2 separate regions of the Mus musculus genome follow, and region 1 is linked to region 2. A link is a contact called in public HiChIP or PLAC-seq data. All regions are on one chromosome and are shown on one strand. The core of a region is the stretch at or near the end of the contact, and the rest is flanking DNA. Distances in the headings are between cores, read along the strand shown.

The links. HiChIP or PLAC-seq counts read pairs in DNA pulled down with a chosen protein or histone mark.
Region 1: a CTCF HiChIP or PLAC-seq map of CD8 T cells shows a contact between it and region 2, with 10 read pairs. The contact joins the promoter of Ogfod1 here to the enhancer-like site in region 2. A contact is called at or near these places in 1 of 15 datasets of contacts at CTCF or cohesin (CD8 T cells), 7 of 484 Hi-C or Micro-C datasets (the MNK3 cell line, colon epithelium, granulocytes and 2 more), 10 of 115 datasets of contacts at active chromatin or transcription factors (the 230-238 cell line, CD8 T cells, the SCID.adh cell line and 5 more) and 3 of 9 other capture datasets (adipose tissue, liver and pancreatic islet).

What each region holds. Positions count from the first base shown.
Region 1 is chr8:94,034,242-94,039,892 of GRCm38.p6, reverse strand. Ogfod1 (2-oxoglutarate and iron-dependent oxygenase domain containing 1) reads right to left here and starts at 2,695. Exons shown (of 13, transcript NM_177767.4): 1 at 2,451-2,695; 2 at 783-928. The coding sequence starts at 2,604. It overlaps Nudt21 (nudix (nucleoside diphosphate linked moiety X)-type motif 21), which reads left to right and starts at 2,854. Exons shown (of 7, transcript NM_026623.3): 1 at 2,854-3,116. The coding sequence starts at 3,001.
Region 2 is chr8:93,977,360-93,983,411 of GRCm38.p6, reverse strand. Amfr (autocrine motility factor receptor) reads left to right here. Exons shown (of 14, transcript NM_011787.2): 9 at 1-100; 10 at 2,991-3,094. Among named protein-coding and RNA genes, the nearest start is that of Amfr, 32 kb to the left of the region's middle. Within about 2 kb of position 1,546, at least 44 of the 459 cell types and tissues checked have an H3K27ac peak or open chromatin away from gene starts, as enhancers often do. A contact at or near this core is called in CD8 T cells and pancreatic cancer cells, where this site is marked.

The DNA.
Region 1 (5,651 bases), core at 1,446-3,945, 55 kb before region 2:
GTAGGAAAAAATAACTTAGATTTCAAGATAATCCCTTTTGTTAACTTCTACTGTCCACCAAAAAAGAATGGGAAATTGGAGGTGAAGCAACAGCAGAGTATGTGCTTAGTGCACTCACAGTGTTCGGGTCAAAACAGCTCTGCTACTGCCCAAAGGAAAACAGTTTTCTCTTCCTCCTAGATATATTGCAGTACAGAATATTGTAACTACAGTATGTCAAGTCACAAAAGCCAAGACATGAACTCAAGAGTTTGAACGGCTATTATACTGAAATAGAAGACTCTCCACCATGCCACCGCGCAGGGATATGTCATCCCGTTGTTTATGGTCCACTCACTTACAGGCTTAAAGCATTTCTTCTTCATCTCTGTCACTATCATCTTTATTACTGTAGATGGTAGAGAGCAGAACTTTGTCAAAAATCTCCCTGATAACCGTCACAGCAATTAATACACAGTCAACACTCAGTAAGGTCATGTTAAAGGAATGTTTGACAATGCCAAGGTGAAGAATGAAAACAAACCTAATCTAGAGCCTTGAGTCTTAATAAATAGATAAATTGCATGGATGCATGTGTATCTGCCTGAGGGTGTGCGCACTGGGTGATTTTAGGGATTCATGAATTCCCCTGAAGTCGATGTGGGAACTTGACTGGAGCTTCTGGAAGAGCGATAAGTGCTCTTAACCACTAAGCTATCTCTGTAGCCATGATTAGTGGATGATTTTATAGCTAAGGGATTTCTGGGGAGGAAGAGCCAATGAATGCAATGAGAATAAATTACCTGTTGGAACTTATATAAATCATTGTACTTTTCATGGAAGTCCAGGCTCAAAAGCTCTTTGTGAAGTCCTTCCAAGAAGTCTTGGCTTTGGATGAAGTTTGGGATCACACAGTGAAGGAAAGGATCCATGTCCAAGGCAATAGCTTCTGTTGGAAGGAAAATAGCACCCTGGTCTTTCCTCTCTTCTGTATGTCTGACCACCAAGCAGCATAATAGAATACAAGAAGAGACCATCATGAAGTTCTGGTAGTCCAATCGTTAAAGACTAAAATTCATGAAGAACTGTGCTCATTCAAAACTACTGTTCTCAGATACTATGCTTCCCTGTTAGGCTTTAATGAGTGGAAGGGACGACGCCAATGGAAGCTCTTAGTTTTTATTTTAAGTTATTTAGTTTACTGACTCTTGCATCAAATGCATTCTAGATTCTTTTTCTTTTAAGACTTATTCATTTATTTGCTTTATGTACATGAGTGTACCGTCACTCTCTACAGACAGACCAGAAGAGGGCATCGGATCCCATTACAGATGTTGTGAGCCATGAGGTTACTGGGAATTGAACTCAGGACCTCTGTAAGAACAGTCAGTGCTCTTAAACACTGAACCATCTCTCCAGCCCCACATTTTAGATTCTTAACTCATTCTCTCCAGAGCGAAGTAAAACAAATAATAAGAGTAGCAAAACTGGCTGGCTATTTCTCTTTAATACCACCCTTTCTTTCCCTAAATTTCTGGGTTTAAAAACAAAACAAAACAAAACAAAACAAAAAAAAAAAAAACAGGTGGTTTTTAACCTCTAACTGATTTCACTTCCACTAGATTATGAATAACAACCAATCTTGACCCAGTGGTGCCTTATAAGCATTATTTCATTTATATTCTCTACAACTGAGGAATCGATGATATAGTCACTACGCCTTTGCAACAGACAAAGAAACTGAGAAGTCTCTGGGCAGCCGGAGCCTGCATTTTATGTAATCATCTTCTGCCTGCGTCCTGAGCGCCCAGGGGTTCCCCTGTTTAAACACTCAAATGAAACAGACAATCGGCAAGTCTGAGAAAATTCAAGACGCACCCAGCCAGAGTCACATTGTATAAGGTAATAACTTGTAGCTATGTCTGGAATGATCGTTCCTTTCAAGATTATGTTGGTTTTGTGCGTCACTTAGGCCAACGACAAGGTACGTGAAAACTGGTAAATCCAGGTGCTTGCTTCTCTGGCAGCTTTCAACACCAGCGTGGGTTAGACAGTCCACGTAACAGCGGAGAGTGACCCTCGCTTGCTAGCTATTTACCGGTTCTCAAGGAAACGTTTATGAATGTCTACAAACATTAGTTTGTCAATCCCATCTTTCGGAGGGGGAATACTATTAACGATTCCGTTTTATAAACGAAGAAACTGGCCCTTAAGCAAAGTTATATGCATTGCCCAATGACGTACAATCAGCAGAGGGATTCTGAGTGACCTCTGATTCTAGAATTCAACCCCCAGGCTACATGTCTCCCACTTCCCCATAGTGTCCGGAGCTTATATTTATTTTCCTCCCCAGGCTTGCCAAATCAAGCAGAATATGGAATGAACCGAGCAGCAGTCAGCGCCCGGGTCGGAGGTGGCTGCGATCCTCCCCACACCTCTTGCTGCCGCGCCTCCCTACAGCACCCCATTACCATGGCTGAACGGTGTCCGGCAGCTCCAGGCCTCAGCCACCTGCTTCCTCAGGATTTCTTCAGTGACAGCGTCCGAAAACTCTGCCGATACCTGCTTCTTTCCCTTCTTCATTGGCCGCGCTGGGCCAGGATCCGCCGGCCGCTTCCCGTTCATCTTCTCACGGTGCACAGACCCACGCCAAGGAAGTCAGGACGCTACTTCCCTCCAGAAACTACAGTTCCCGAAAACCCTCTTTCCTTATTTCACCAGCATTACCCAATGGAAAGGCAGTAAAGCACAGGGAGGCGGGATCTCCACAAAAATAACCAATGGGAGATCAACATATTGCGTCACGCCGCCAGCAATTGGTCAAATGGTCGCAGTGGCCTGCCTCCCAACTTCCTGCCTCCGGAGCGTATTCACTTCCGGCGTGTGTTCCGCGCCTCTTGCTCTCGACTGTTAATGGCGGGTGGTGGCTGCTGAGCGGGACGCAGATAACCGCTGCCCGCCCCGCGGACGTCTCCCCGGGCCCCCGCTTTCTGCACGTCCCCGGCGTCGGAGCTGTTCAGCATGTCTGTGGTGCCGCCCAATCGCTCGCAGACGGGCTGGCCCCGGGGGGTCAACCAGTTCGGCAACAAGTACATCCAGCAGACCAAGCCCCTCACCCTGGAGCGCACCATTAATCTGTAAGTGCGGCGCGGCCTCGGCCGTTGATGCTCTCCCAGTGCGCGCTCCTCCCTCACGCCGGATGCGGGTTGTCCCTTCCGGGATGCGCGCTTTCTTTCCTAGACCTGTTTCTCGACCCCGACTTGGCAGTTTTCCTATTTTAAAAGCGAGGTTCGTTTCCCCCTTTCCCTTCATTCAGCCATGGTTAGAACCTGCGTTTGCTTTGAATTCATAATGTGTGTATCCTTTCAATCCGTTGCTGGTTGTTTCATCGCACATGTATTTGTGTTTATTTGAACAATTCTCAGTTTTGTAGGGTGTACATTTCTTTTACAGTAACTTTTCCAGATTAACCTCTGACATCCTAGTTTTTTTTTTTCCCCCTTTAAATGTTGGGTAGTGTTCCATCCAGTGGCCACATTTTATTAATTTTCGCGCTGTTTGGTCTACCTTTTTGCATTTGTATGTCTTGTCTACCAAAGTGCCAACATACAGTATCATTGCAGACTCCCAGTAGACCTAAAATTGCGAGGACACACTCTGTTGTCTGGTTGTACTTTCAGAGGTCGGAGGTACCTTACATGTTGTCCCGACAGCCTGTTTGCAGGCTGTTTTGTTTTCAACAAACCTTTGTCTTAAGCAGATGATTGCATTTCGGGATCACTCAAACAAAATTTTGTTGTGGCAAGAAATTGAGATTGGGATATAGCTTATAATGTTTGGTACCTCATTCCCTAGTGTGGAGCTGATTCTAATGGGAAAAAAGTGTCCAGTTTAGACTGGTTATTTGTTTAAAATGTGCAAGACATTGCTGAGAGTGGGGTTTGTGTAAGTCATTTTAGTGACTCACCTTTCATATTCAAATAAATAAACAAATCTCTCATATTCAAGTAAATAAACCATTCCTCCTAAAACTAAATGTGACATGAAGTTGAAAACTTGTTGAGCTCTTGAGAACTGTTCTCAAGAACAACTACTACTATTGTTTTTGACAAAACAAGTAATGGCACGCAAACTTCGGTAATGAAATGCAAGGTTTATAAAATGTGGAAATAGTTGACAGTCGTGTCTGTGCAAATTTACTTTTGTCCCACAATTCACAGTAGCACTTTAATTTTCTGTCACTTAAGTGCTTATAAGATTCCCATAAAATGGGAGAGGCGAGTGCTCCTTTAAAAAGAGTGGAGGAGCACAGGAGTTGTTTGCTAACTGGTAGTGGGCTTGCCTCGTGTGTGGAATGCCCTGGATTCTATCGCCAGCACCTCAAAAAAGTGAAAAATTGGAAGCATGACTTCACCATAGGTCTTCTCTAAACTCTCCTTGATTACTGTGTCTGTTGACAGCAGCCACTGGGGAGAGTTGTTGAAATCCATGTACTTTGAGCAGGCGGTTTTGCAGGTTGAGCACGTAACTTTTGCTTCCTGTGTAAATGCAGTGTTGAGAAGTAAAATTGTTGTGCTGTGAACTTGAGTTCACCTGAGGGGGTTACCCATTAAGTAGCAAGTACATCTTTTGTTTCTGCAGTCCATTCCCATTCAGGAAACACTGGATGGGTCCCAGTGTACCACTGTGTGCATGCACATGGCCCGGTGTGTAGATGCACACTCTGCTTTAAGATGCCTACAGTATGATGTGGGGGAGAATATGCTCTTTGTGGGCTGCTGCTCAGATTTCACAGCTAGAAATTGGAACATTTCGTTCTGCTGAGATCCTGGGATGTAGGAGATAGCCCTTGCAATAGAAATGTGTTGTGGCTAGTCTCAATTCTTTGTAATGTAGGTTGGGGAAACCAAAAGTTAACTCATGTAATGCATTGTACAGTACATAAAACTGTGTGTAGTAACTTCTTCCTAATATTGTTGGTATAAGATTCATTTTTGGATCTACCGCAAAAGTGTTGATAGTCTTTAAAGTCCCCTGAAAATGGCATGTTTTTATTATTTTAGAGCTACTTTATGTTTAGAATTTGACCTCTGGAATTAATCTTTTCCTTTTGGCTACCTTGATTTCCCTTCTCAAGAACAACTGAGGAGAGAGAGTATGTAGTTGTCTATTACCGTCAAGAGGGTTTTTTGGTTTGGTTTGTGTGTGTGTGCATGTTGCACATGTGTGCTATATGCATTCATGCAGATATATATAGTTGTGTATGTGGGGTATATGTGTGTGTGTTCACAGCATTTGTGAATGTATGTTGTGCGAGTCACAGCACATGTGTGGAAGTCAGGACAATCTCAGGAGCCAGTCCACCTTGTTTGAGAATAGGGTCTCTTTTGATCTGCGCCAGGTTACCTGACTCGTAAGCTTCCGGGGATTTTTCTGTCTGCCCTCCAGCTTGCTTTGGGAGCACTGGGCTTTTAGGTGTTCCGACTGCAGCCAGCTTTGCATGGGTTCTGGAGATTGGACCTCAGATGCAGTTTGCATGTCAGGTGCTTTACACATGAGCATCTCAGCAGCCTAGTTTTGTAGTGTTTGCAGGTGTGCCTACGTATGCTATCTCTCCAGCCCCTCCCTTCCCACTTTTTTTTTTGAGACGAGAGTCCCTCACCATCCTTGAA
Region 2 (6,052 bases), core at 297-2,796:
GACCATCAAGGAGAGAACCTGGACGAGAACTTGGTTCCTGTAGCAGCTGCCGAAGGCAGGCCTCGCTTGAACCAGCACAATCACTTCTTCCACTTCGATGGTAAAGTGGCTCCAACTTCTACAGCTATCCGTGTGGCTTTCTGCTAAAGTGATACTGTTAGGATTTGTAAACTGCCCTGTATAGACAAGTTTACTAGTACTTAAAATTTTTTTACTGTCCTTTACTAAATTCATTTATTCTGTGTGGTTATGTTTGTAGTGCATGTATATGTATACTACATGGTATCCCTGTGGAGGTCAGAGGGCAATTTGTGAACATTGGTTCTATTCTTGTGTTACGGATCCTGGGGACTAACTGGCTTATCAGGTTTAGATAAGAACCTTCACTTGATGGGTTATCTTGCCAGCCTTGTATTACATTTTAACTTCCTTTATTTAGTTTTAATACAGGTTTTTTTGTTTTGTTTTGTTTTTGTTTTTTCTGTGTATCACAGACTGGCCTTGAACCTAGGGTTGTTGTGCCTTAGTTTCTCTAGAGTTATGTTTACAGGTTTGTAGCCACCGTGTCTGCCTTATGCCTCAGTTTCAGAAGTGTTCAGGGTGGACGGATGAGTAGGTGGAACTGAGGGGTTATTCTGTGTCATTAATAAGTGGGGTGAGACGGTCAGTGGTGCATGGCTTTAATCCCAGCACTCAGGAGGCAGAGGCCAGCCTGTCTACAGAATGATTTTCAGGGCAGCCAGGGCTACACAGAGACCTTGTCTTGAAAAACAAAGGAGGTGGAGGGTGAGGTGGGGAGGTGGAAGTAGTGAAACTGAATTAGTGTGTCTTTAAGGAACCCACATAACTAGTTCAATAGTTAGCCTTTGCTAAAAGTTGGTTGTATTGGTGTGTTATGTAAACTTATGATGAAGGTTCCTTGAGTTGTCCTCTCAGGGAGGACATAGGTGGAATCTGAAGGGAGCCCTGTTGCTTTCTTCATAAAGCATGGCTAGTCCTGCAGCTTGGATTCTAAAGTCATGGGTATTTATAGGGGCTGATTATCTATCTCTCCTGGAGTCACGCCTCCCAGTGGATACTGAGCCCATCAATTCCAGTGCCATGGGTTGATGAATTCCTGCTCTGGAATTTTCTTAGGAGAGGTGCTGTTCAGACTCTGATTTAAGTTAATCTCAGGGTGAAATATCGTAAGAGTATTGGTACAGTCCTGAAAGGCTCAAGGGGAGAAGAGGCCAGCGTCTGAAGGAGCTTCAAGGAGCTGTTTTGGTTCTGTTATTAACAAAGGGAGTAGAGCACAGACCTTTAGTCCCAGCACATGGGAGGCAGAGGCAGGGGCAGAGGCAGGCGGATCTCTGTGAGTTTCAGGCCAACCTGGTCTACATAGAGAGTTCCAGACCAGTTGGGGTTACATGGTGACTCATAAAGAGAACCATCCCAAGTGTAAAAGTGGGGTTTTTCCCCACAGCCCCGAGCTCCTGAGACTCAAACGGTATTTACAGACACCTTGGCCGCAAGCTTTGACTGTTCCCAGCTGACTCATAGAGTAGTCATCCCATTATTCTATTCTAGTTGTACCATGTGGCTGGTTACCTTTGTTCCTCTCCCATGCTTCTGCCCTTCTCCATGTTCCTGGGGCAAATCCTTCACATCTGGCTCTGTCCCAGAATCCTTGCTTCCCATGGAATTTCCTGCCTCAGCTACAGCCAGCCAGTCAGCTTTATTTGACAGGTAAAGCTTCCAGACAGACAGCGATTCCTAAGAGCCAAGCACAAGCTTGTTCTCGCTCAGTGCTGAACTCTTCCATGTGGGCCTCAGCGTGCTAGTCCAGCCCCTTACCTCTGAGCCATGTAGTTCCAGCCATTTTCTGATTTCTCTTTGAGACAGGGTCTCATGATGTTTCTCAGGCTGGCTTTTCACTTGTTAATTCTCTTGTCTGTACCTCCCAAGAAGCTGGGATTACAGACCTGCACCACCAGACTTGCTTACTAGGTACAGCTTCTGAAATGTGTTGGCAGATCTTGGAGATGGAGATATATATATATATCCCATCACTTTGTCCCTTGTTTTGGCAAGATCCCTTGTATCGCATGCTGCAGCTTGGTCGTAAAGCAATACAACCCCACACATGAAGCTCTGAAGCTTGATCTGAATGTTTTGTAGTTGGCACATGATGGCTTTGAATTGTGATCCTAAAACAATAGAAACGACACCTGCTAATGATTACATCACTCCACAAACCTATGTTGGAGAACGCTTTGAAAAAGAATTTATAATCTGAAAACTAAGGTAACCAACCCCCCATTCCGCAAGGCACTGTTTCATTGTGTAGCCCTTGCTGGCTTGGGGTTCACTATGTTGACCAGGCTGACCTTGAATTCACAGAGATCCTTCTGCCTCTGTCTCCCAAATGATCAGAGTAAAGGTGTATATTAGGGAATGGAGGTGTGTACCTCTCTTGAATGGGTAAGAGAACACCCCTATACCTATTTAAAACAAGGCATTCAGCACAATGCCCAGACCAAGGTTAAGTTATATTAAGCAGAAAGTACTTCATGAAGGTAATGATGGAAATGGCTCATCCACATGAGGAGTAATTTGTGCTGGTTGTAGCAGAGGAGTGGACCTGAGCTGCTAGAGCAGTTTCGGAGTCATGGGAACCCTTGACGAGAGAAGGGATTGCAGGTGGAATGGCTGTCTGGCCTCACGTTCTGCCACGTCATTAACCTGTGTGGTCTTGGATGTGTTTCCCTAACTTCTCAGTGCCTCAGGGACCAAAGACCAAGGTTGGGGCCAGAGTCACATCTCTCAGGGGAGTGGAAAGCACGTGTAGGTTTTGGTGAGGACAGAATAAACTAATCTGGAGAAAACACTTGGCAAAAAAGGAAAGCATAAAGAAAGCCCTCAGGCACTTGGTAGAGTGCCTGGAAACAGATGACACTGGGGCAGGGACCAGGGCACTAATTCTTGTGTTGGACTCTGATTTGTCTTAGGGTCCCGGATTGCAAGCTGGCTGCCAAGTTTTTCAGTTGAAGTGATGCACACTACCAACATTCTTGGCATCACGCAGGCAAGCAACTCTCAGCTAAATGCCATGGTAAGAATTGCTGACTGTTTAAGATGAGAACTAGTGAGTGGTCAGGAGGGCACAAGGAGCTCCATGACATGTGAATAGTGTGGCGGGGATAGGGTGGCGGGGATAGGGTGCATGACCTTGCTGGTTTCTCATAGCACAGCCAAGTTTTCAGGGACCACTTCCATTTCTTTCCATTCACTCCTCTCTTCTTTGTCTCCCTCCCCTCTTCTCTCCCTGTCTGGAACAAAAGATTAAATCCAGGCCTGAATGTACTAAGAGTGCTACCTCAGAGCCTTGACACGATAATAAGCTGGTGCTGACTAGTGAGTGCTCAGGTAGTAAGGCAGGCAGCCCACACCAGTCGGGAACTTGCTTGTGTTTTACCTGTGGCAGTGCTCACTACCAGGTCTACCTTACTGTGACCCAAGCCCACGCTGAGACTCCTTGATTTAAGCAAACATTCAGAAGGAAGTATCAACAAGAGTGAACAATATAAAGAATTACATAAGAATTATCAAATACATTTTTTTTGTTTCTTTGCCTCCAAAGTGTTGTGTGTGTGTGTGTGTGTGTGTGTGTGTGTGTGCATGTCTCTGCACCTTGTAACTTTGAGGCATGCTGTTGGCTCAAGGAAATTGTCCAAATACTTTTTGTTTTTGTATTTTTCTGAAGCTGTGTATTTGGTTTTTGGAATAGGGTTCTGTCTGACATGGAATTCTATGTAGAACAGCCTGCCTGCCTTTTTTCCTCCTGAGTGTTGGAACTGAAGGCATGTGCCACCAAACCTGGCTAAAAGTCTGTCTCTGAGCTGGGTGTGGTGGTGCATGCTTTTAGTGCCAGCACTTGGGAGGCAGAGGCAGGAGGATTTCTGAGTTCGAGGCCAGCTTGGTCTACAGAGTGAGTTCCAGGACAGCCAGGGCTACACAGAGAAACCCTGTCTCGAAAAACAAAAACAAAAACAAACAAACAAGCAAAGGAACAAAAAGTGTGTCTCTGTGAGTGGACTGTACTCAGCTCAGCAATTGCAGTGCCCTCAAGGCAGACAAGAGTCTTCTTGGGAAGGGTGGGTTGTGTGTAAGCTCAAAGGTTGGCAAGATGGTTGGTGTATAGGAAGGAAACAGTTGCTCAGGCTGTGGTGAGGTTGTACTGGGAACTTGGGAAGGGTTTGTCAAAGGAAATTCTTTTCTTTTTCATCCCTTCCTCTCTCCCTCCCTGGTCTCTCCCTCCCTGGTGGAGCTCTTGGGAGTTAATCCTGGGTATTGCTTATATGTTCGGGCTCCTTCTTTCCTCCCCTCTGCCTCTGTCCCCTTCTCTTCTTTCCTCATGCTGGACACTAAGTCTAGGGCCTGGGCCTGCTAGGCAAGGGTTTTGCTACTGCACTACACCCTCGTCTCCCTGCTTTCGGAGATAGGTTCTCTAGTCCAGGTTGGCTTGAACTCATGATCCCCCTGCCTCAGCCTCCTGAGTATTGGGATTAGAGAGCACAGCCATGGGTTGTTTTTTAGTGAGGAATGTGTGACTAGGAATGATCTTTAGAAAAGTAGAAGTTGAGGTACAAAACCAGGAGAAATACTGACTGCAAGGGTACCACCCTTCAGGTGAAGGGGTAGGGTGGAAGTGGGGAAGGGAAGAGAGCTTTAAAGACAGAAGGAGGGGTGATAGAGCTGCGGACAATGTTTGGGGTTTGGGTGAAAAAGGAAAGATTGATTGGCTTACAGTAGGCTAGAAGTAGAAGCAGTTTGAATGTGAATGAATGGACAGAGAGGAAACTTGTGCATATAGTGGAATAGTGCCTTAAAGCTGTGGGGATTCTGGCCCTTGCTATCCTGTGGAGACATGCGAGGCCAGTATGCAAAGGGAAAAGCTGCGGATAAAAAGACAGGATAGAAATGGTTTTTGATCACAGCAAACATAGAAAATGCAGGATACACGGCTCCTGCTGTCTCCCTCTTGCTCCTTCCTCTGAGATCATCACCATGTAAACAAACATAGGTGCTCTGGGATGGAAGAGCGCTGGAGGGCTCTTGGCTGACTCTGGCTGGCAACAGCTTCATTCCAGGAGGTGTGAGCCTCCTGAGAAGGGGTTGGTTTAAAATCTTAGGTAGGCCCTATCAGCTCTTTAGTCTACTTCAGATGATTCAAATAACTAATTTTTAGCACAACGAATTTACTGGAACTATGCATTTTTAATTAAAATCTAGTATTTAACTGACTGGATTTTCTGGTAGAAAGATTTATGATAGAAAGTTCAATAAAATGGATCCAGCTTTGTTTCCCTTTTTCTTTTCCTCAATTGGTGGAGAGCTAGGTGAGGAGGGGAGAATGCTTGTAGAGACTCTTCCCACTTTGCTTTGATTTGATTGGGATAAAATGTTCCTTCCAGTCCACATGCTGTGAGGGGGTCTCCAGTGATGCGGAGCCTTGGGCCCTCTGGGCACTGAACATCTTGCCATTGTCTCTCCCAAGTGACTCAGCAAAGCTCTGGACAGTTTTCACCTGAGCTGCTCTTTCAGTTGCAGTGCTGAGACACAAGCCATCACGTGCAGTTTGTGATGCTGTGCTCCTTTGAAACTGACATCCAGGCTGGGCAGTGGTGGCACACACCTTTAGTCCCAGCACTTGGGAGGCAGAGGCAGGCGGATTTCTGAGTTCCAGGCCAGCCTGGTCTACAGAGTGAGTTCCAGGACAGCCAGGGATATACAGAGAAACCCTGTCTCGAAAAACCAAAAAAAAAAAAAAAAAAAGAAAAGAAAAAAGCAAAACAAACAAAAAAAGAAAAAAGGAAACTGACATTCAGTCGTACTCCAAGGCAGTGGTCTTTCCTGCTTCTTCCTCTCTCTTTTCTCTCTTGCTCTGTAAATTATGGAGATTTTTCTACAATACAAACCTAGAATGCAAGCATTTATAAAATATATTTATATGTATAAAACACATGCATGTGTTCACACACACAAGTTTTGAGGTGCTTGAATGGAAGTA